2 separate regions of the Xenopus laevis genome follow, and region 2 is linked to region 1. A link is a contact called in public Hi-C data. All regions are on one chromosome and are shown on one strand. Each heading gives the region's core, a stretch centred on a gene start, on an enhancer-like site or on the middle of the called end of the contact. The rest is flanking DNA. Distances are from core to core; before and after follow the strand shown. Region 1 holds the start of pim1.L (Pim-1 proto-oncogene, serine/threonine kinase L homeolog). Region 2 has its middle 140 kb from the start of pim1.L.

Region 1 (3,626 bases), core at 713-3,212:
ACACCCCAGGGCCTCAAGCTGCCCTTGCCTGTTATACATTTCTTAAGTAAGTAAGAATTCCTAAGTTTGAAACCCGCATCACCCCCTCTATACTTTATCTGGCCTCTAAGTTGCTACATTAATCCCAGCAGAAGAGAAAGCAGCGATTGTACTTACCATGTGCTTCATCTCTCCGATCCGATCCCTAGACACATGCTTGATCGCAACCTGAAATAAAATAAAAAGTCGTTTACTTTCCCCGTCATCTATACATTACTAAATAACAAGTACACCATGCTGTCTTATTGCTAAGGTCGACTGCACCATTATTTAAAGGAGCTACAGATTGTATTTATGCATTATGTTAACCAAGCCATCTTCTTTACCATTACACTAAATATTCATAGTATCAAGCTGAACTAGAACTTTACATTACTGCTGAGCTTTGTAGCTGAATGGCCCTAAATTTGGACCCCCCCCAGCTTCAAGTAAAACAGCTGACATTTTGTACTTACAGGTAGTTTATCGGAGATCCGGACACCAGAGTAGACCGTACCGAATCCCCCGGTACCGATGACAGGACCCACTTGGTAGCAGTTCTCGAAAGGTTCTTTCACTGAAATAAAAAAAAAAAAAAATAAAAGATGAGTCAGTTGCTCATGACATGGGCAAACGTGTCACTGTACAGATTAGACAACAATACCGGCAAGATTATGACTACTACGAAGTGGCAAATGAAACAAATCCATGTTTACAGCGCCAGTGCAATGACTCAATGTGTGAGGTCCGAGCAGACCACCCCATCCTGTTATTTCTGAGAGCGAGCCGGGTGATCTCAGAAGAGTATTACTCATCCTGCTCGCTTTTACCAATTGAGCTGAAAATTTGTGACTCATGATGCAGGGGAAAAAAAGATGAATAAATAATAAAAAAAAAAAACCCCTGCGACTCTCATCCCCTGCAAGAAATGGGATTGAAATGCAGCATGGGAGGGAGGGGTAGGATTGTCACCTGTTCTGGGGAAAAAAAAAAAAAAGCCATAGTAGCCATCCTGTACCTGTTGCCTTTTTATTCATTAGGTAAAATACAAGCCCGGTGGCAAGAGATTTCCAGCAAAATAAGGAAAGTCCTTATTTCCAAGCAGGCGGGAAGCCCTCCCTAACACAGCTATGCGGGCATCCCAGGGAAACCCCTCCCTCAGGAGGAGACCACCCCATCAGCTCCGACAATCAATGCTGCAGCCTGCTGCTCATCTGCAAAGCGCTGCACCCTGCCTGTGTAAATCAATGGCTGCATCCTCCCTGCAGCAGCTACAACAAGCGTCAGTTCTCCTTAGGATCACCTCCATATAAAGGATCTCACTGCACAGGGAATCCACAGAAAACAAATGTGTGGTCCTTGCAGTTGGACTACAACACAATGCCTTAGTAATAAGCAGCAGGTGGAAAATGCACCCACCATATAATATAAACACCTACATACTAGTGATTATATGGGATCTCCATGTTTTAAAAACAAGAAAGTAGAAGGTCTGTGATTCAGCTTCTGCTACATTGTGTCAGGAGTCGGAAGCAGCAGTGCTGACAATATAAACAGCCAGACAGATGCTGATTCAACACCCTAATTGGTTAAACAGGTTTCTATTGGAAGCGAGCAGGTTTTTCTCATGCAGTTTTATTCCCTGAATAGTCATTTAATAAGAATAGATATTGAATACAAGTCCAGCCCTCCTCCTATAGCTGCACGTGTAAAAGTCCGCTAATTACCTTCACACACAGACCCCTGATCTGCAGCCGCGGAAAAGACGGACGATGGGGTCGCAGCGCCGGTAGGAGAATGACCCTGCCGGTAATAACACTGAAGCGCCATGTGTGGCTCCGTGAATCGGCCCTGGGCAGCAAGCAGCATGGCGAATAAGAAAATAAATCCGCTAAGAAACCCCCGCGTGCGAGCGATCTCCCACAATCACAACGTGACTCGCCGGCCGGTACAACAACGAGCTCCACGTGTGGGCAGGACCATTAGAAAATGCATCTTTCCCTCCCCCCCACCACTGTGTGCTTCAGATGAACCAATCAGCGCGCAGCCTCGTATGATGAGGCAGGCCAATAGAAAACGCCTCCCTTATATTCTATTCCCGCGCCTTGGAGGAGGCAGGGCCCTCTGCAGCCAATCAGAACGCGGCACGGACAAAAGTATTTAAATGGAAAGGCGCAAGGGAAGGGGGGAGCGCTATGACTAACAATACAAATCTATTGTGGGGTTTTTTTTTTTAAATTCAGTACCCGCCTTTTCTAATTGTTCCAAGCAGCAGCGCTCGTCATACAATGCCTGACTCGATTTTGTTTTCTTTGCGCCGTGCTGGGCTCGTTGCCCATTGAGAGAGTGCAAGTAAGCGGCTCCCTGACGCTCTTTCCCCTGGTCTGTGATTGACCTTTATAGGGCTGGGAGTTTACTAATTGTACAAACGTCTAAACAAACAGGGGCTTTAAACACCCTCCTCCCATTTAGCACATTCCTAAAGTCAGGGGGGAAGCAGGGGGGTAAATTCTAGTTAAGGCGCCAAATCTGCATGGCATGGGGCTCAAACCATCACACAAGGGGGGGAGGCATTCTGCAGAAATAGATCATATACTTTTGATTTTTTATTATCATTATATATTGATATACATTTTGCAGCGCTGATTTATTTTTACCAATATATATATATCTACCGATGCAGGTAATTAAATACTGCTATAAATAAGCCTTTAAATGACATTATAAATTAATTTAAATTATTAGTACTATAAAATGGAGATATGCCTCTCATCTCATTCTATAAATGCTGCTATACTCCCAATATAGAGGGGCTCTGCCCTAGTTTGTCCACATCCCAGGGAATCTGGGGGGACCCGGGGCCCATTGTGACTCCTGTCCAGGGACCCCCTACATGTGTGAACTGCGCAGCACACAAATTGCTTTTTTTTTTTTTTTATAGGGCCGGGAGAGGGGGTCTGCTATAGGCTGCCAGTCCACATAGGGTTTACCGAATGGCCAATCACAGCCCTTATTTGGCACCTCCAGGGACTTTTTTTAATGCTTGTGTTGCTCCCCAACTCTTTTTACATTTGAATATGGCTCATGGGTAAAAAAAAGATTGGGGACCCCTGTTATAGAGTGTAACAGACACCCTTAGTTGGTATTTACATCAGGGGCATTCAACCTTCTTCCCTCCAGATTTCGTTGCACCATCAACCATGCTGGGAGTTGAGTTCTTCAGGTTGGACCTCCCTTTATTATAGAATCTCAATCATCCCTGGCTGTGCTGTATATTTCAAGAAATATTAACCAGCGAGGATGTTGGGAATTGCAGTTCAGCAATATCTGACCCCTTCTATATATACTGGGTGTTCCAATTTACGAGAAACTAAGGGTTAAAGGTTTGCAATTAAACCAGATCAATCAAACCCTCCTGGGTGTATTATTTCAAAGCCCCTCAGCAGAGATTAATGGCGTGCCCATGACAGGGGGCTACGGGTTACTGATTTAGTGTGTTAGAAACAAAAAAAAAAAAAAAAAAAACTGTTGGCACACTCGCATTTGTTACTGACACTCAGTGTAAATTTGCTGACAGGAGCCCCATTCTCAGATCCTCTGCTTATACA
Region 2 (3,873 bases), core at 239-2,738, 130 kb after region 1:
AGGGGGCCCCATGAAGACCTAATCCATATAAAATTTAAATCAGGGATCCACTATTTTGGATTCAGCCGAACATCCAAATCTTTCGGTTCGGCTGAATACCGAACCGAATCCTAATTTGCATATGCAAATTTGGATTCGTATTTGGTTCGGCTGGGCAGAAGGATTTGCCCGAATCCGAATCCTGATGAAAAAGGCTGAATCCTGAACCGAATCCTGGATTCAGTGCATCCCTAATTTAAATAGATATTGGTAAAACTGGTCAAACTAGGGGACTCAAAAATACTCTGCTGTGGGGCCCAGTAATATCTAGTTATGCCACTGACCTACAACATTGAGGGTGCAAAACTGCACCCATCAGTGCTCATTCACCCACTAAGGACTTGCGCCAGGACCTTGCTGCACTCTGCACCTTACACAAATTAAAAATATGAAGAAGTTAAGAAGTGAAGAAGTGCCATTGGGTGCCAGGTAGTCCTTTACTTATCTCCATTTAGCACCTTGTTCCCACTGGTGCTCCGTGTATCTGAATAATACTCATATTAGGGGGTGGCTAGGAGATGCAATGGTGGTTGCCTTGGTGCCTCCCCCAGCTCCCCCTTTTCAGCACTGCACCTGTATGAATACAACGCTGCTGACATTTGTGGTCCAGAATACAGCACTGTTGGCCAAAGACCTGTGGCCTTGATACAAAGTTTGGGGCAGGGTGCAATAAATATGGCAGTTAGCACCCCTATTTTGCATTATGCACCCTGCATTTTGTAAATGAGGCCTTTGTTTTGGATGTTTTTCAAAATAAACCAGAACATATTTGTGTCCAGCCTCTAGCCATCCCTAGAGCAGAGTGTGTGTTCCAGGGCTGGTGCATTTGTCTAATTCTGTTGTTGGACTACAGCTCTCACCAACCTACCAGCAGCTGAAAGTGGCTTGTGTTCTGCAATATCTGGAAGATGCCAAGTTACCCGCGCTTTAGGCCTGACACTCCCAGTTTCTCTCTCCAAATAGCTACATATATGCAGAGCCACATATGTGATACCATCCTGCATGTTATTGTCTGGGTACTATTCTCAGGCAAAGCAAACAGTCTCTCCTCTGTGTAGTATTAAGTTTACAACCATGAATTGCGGCTGCAAGGAGGGGCCGGACGCGCCTTTTTCATTTTACTACTAGTTTCGCCTGATATTCGTTAGACTTGTTTTTTTTTTGTGTCGAGTAGAAACACCGGCAGTTCCTGTTTTACTGCTGAACATCTGCCAGACATCGTTGTGGAACCAGTTCTCCCATTTCTTGGAAAACGAAACAAGAGGAAATCCAATCTCCTTATTGGGACACTTCTATAGAACCATGATTAATGATATTTCTGTCAGGGTCCTGCAGCACAATGCTTTCTCTTGCCCCTTTGCCCAGTCACCTACAGTTACGCCCCATCAGTAATATGCACCCCAATATGCACCATTGTAGAAAACTGACCAAAAACTGACAGTTGCATTCAGAGCAGGGTGCCACTGGAGGTGTGGTCAGGGGGTGTAATATGGGTGAAACCAGGTGTTGTAATGAGGGTGAGGCCAGGTGGTGTAATGGGCACGACCAATATACAAGTCTCTGCAGTACTATCTATTGAGTTTGTATGTTTGCCTGTAGGTATTTCAGTTCAGGTGAGACTGCTACTACCATGGCTCCCATCCTGAGGGGGTCAAACTACTAAGGGGCAGATTCACTAAAGGACGAATCGTCGCCATTGACCAATTCGCACACATCGCACCACTTCTCCAGGCGCTACCACTACGCTAATTCACTAATATGTGAACGCTCGTGACTTTTCGTTAGCGTTACTTCGACAGTGCGAGCATTTCATAGCGAAGATGCACTAGCGTTTGTTTGTGCCTAGTGAAAATTCGCTAGACTGTAAGAAATCGACTGCAACAAGATAACACCATCAGCAGCAGAACGAACCAAGTATGTTTGTTGCTAGATTTGTGCCTTAACACCACATACTTCAAGTACAAGAACCTTTTTTATAGACAGAAACATGGCTGTGCAATGGGTTCTCCAGTCTCTCCCATTGTAGCAAACCTGTACATGGAGGAAGTGGAAAGGAGGGCCTTACTTACTTTCCAGGGAACTACACAGAGTCACTGGTTCAGGTATGTGGATGACACTTAAGATAAGATCCAATGAAGTGGTGGCCTTTACAGAACACATTAACTCAGTGGACAATAACATCAAGTTCACAAGGGAAAATGTCCACAAGAACAAACTTGCCTTTTTGGACTGTTTGATATGTATCCAAGAGGGGGGTAACTTGAAGATGGAAGTACACATGAAACCCACTCATACGGATCAATATCTGTTGTTTGATTCCCACCATCCACTGGAACACAAACTGGTTGTCATTAGAACTCCACATGGCGGAATGTGTGGCAACTGATACAGAGTCCAAAGACAAAGAGCAAGGAGCTTTGAAAGCGTGTGGCTACCCAGACTGGGCCTTTGTCAAAACAGCAGCAACCAAGCCCAACAGGAACACCAATAGAAATAACCGCCCGGAGACACATAGCAGGCGAAACATAGTCATCCCATATGTAGCTGGAGTGTCTGAGAAACTCAGGTGGGCCTTCAACACCACCTGTCTGCTACATACAATGCTGTTCTAACATCTGTAACCCAGCGGTTTCAGAACACTTCACACATCCATTCATGCAACTCTCACAAGTAACACCTCTTTCTAGGAGTTGCATGACACATTGGATAATCCTATCACAACTACACAGAATCAACACCTCTGTGAATTTCTTCAGATGTCACCTCTTTGAAGAGTTACAATGTGCCATTGTGATTGGATTAGTGGAAGAGTTTATATGCCGAGAATTTCCCACACCAGTCAGTTGAACTGAAGAAGCTGCTCGGATGAGTAGTGAAAAGTCTTCAATAATTACTCAGCAAGTCCAGTTGTTTTTAGATTGACCTATACTAGATATACCATGACCTGGATGAATGAAAATCTTCATAGTCATTTCGCTAGTGATCTTACACTTTGGTCAATTTGCATAGGACGGGTAATTTAAAGTTGTATGGACGTCTTTATTATAAATATTGGTGCAAATGCTTGAAGTTACCACTTTTTATTACAAATCTCCAGGGAACCTTAATAAAGACAAGAGAGTTAATATAATGCCCTACACATGAGCCCACTGTAAAATGAATGTTCCACATGTTATGAAATGTCTGGAGAAAACCAGTTATCCAAAAAAAAGTAAGTTAGGACTTTTGCAACATTTAGCTGCTTTATATGACTATGAAGATTTTCATTCATCCAGGTCATAGTATATCTAGTATAGGTCAATCTAAAACAACTGGACTTGCTGAGTAATCAATGAAGACGTTTCACTACTCATCCCAGCAGCTTCTTCAGTACAGAAGCTGTTCGGATGAGTAGTGAAACGTCTTCATTGATTACTCAGCAAGTCCAGTTGTTTTAGATTTACCTATACTAGATAAAGCTGCTTTATAGCACTTTTGGTCTGAGGTGGCGAAGTCAACTCTGGCGGAAGAGGTAACTTTCAGTAAAATCAGCACTTTAGCGAATTTGCGGAGTAAAGATTGTTTGCCAGAGCGAAAAAGTCGCCCCTAAAGTGACAGCCCTGGTGGGCTCCACACCCCCACTCTGATGCTGTTTGTACCCCCTTGATGGAGGCCCTGACTATGGCCACCTTAGTGTTCTACCAGGGAGGCAGTGACAACCAGTTTACATGCAGCTGCACAATCCCCAAATGCGTACAGACCTGGCAGTAGCGGTCGCCAACCAGAGGCCTTCAAAGCAGTAGATTGATAGGTAGGGATAATAGGTAGTTAAAGGCACCCTCTAAATGTAGTCCT

Evidence for each region. A called contact is a pair of places that touch in the nucleus more often than the background predicts.
Region 2: a contact with region 1 is called in a Hi-C map of the XTC cell line, with 2.3 times the contacts expected there. The contact joins the enhancer-like site here to the promoter of pim1.L in region 1. A contact is called at or near these places in 2 of 4 Hi-C or Micro-C datasets (the XL177 cell line and the XTC cell line).

The regions. Positions count from the first base shown.
Region 1 is chr4L:137,470,119-137,473,744 of Xenopus_laevis_v10.1, forward strand. It overlaps pim1.L (Pim-1 proto-oncogene, serine/threonine kinase L homeolog), which reads right to left and starts at 1,963. Exons shown (of 6, transcript NM_001095150.1): 1 at 1,746-1,963; 2 at 495-595; 3 at 157-207. The coding sequence starts at 1,887.
Region 2 is chr4L:137,605,348-137,609,220 of Xenopus_laevis_v10.1, forward strand. No RefSeq gene overlaps it. Among protein-coding and RNA genes, the nearest start is that of pim1.L, 140 kb to the left of the region's middle. Within about 2 kb of position 1,489, at least 2 of the 7 cell types and tissues checked have an H3K27ac peak or open chromatin away from gene starts, as enhancers often do.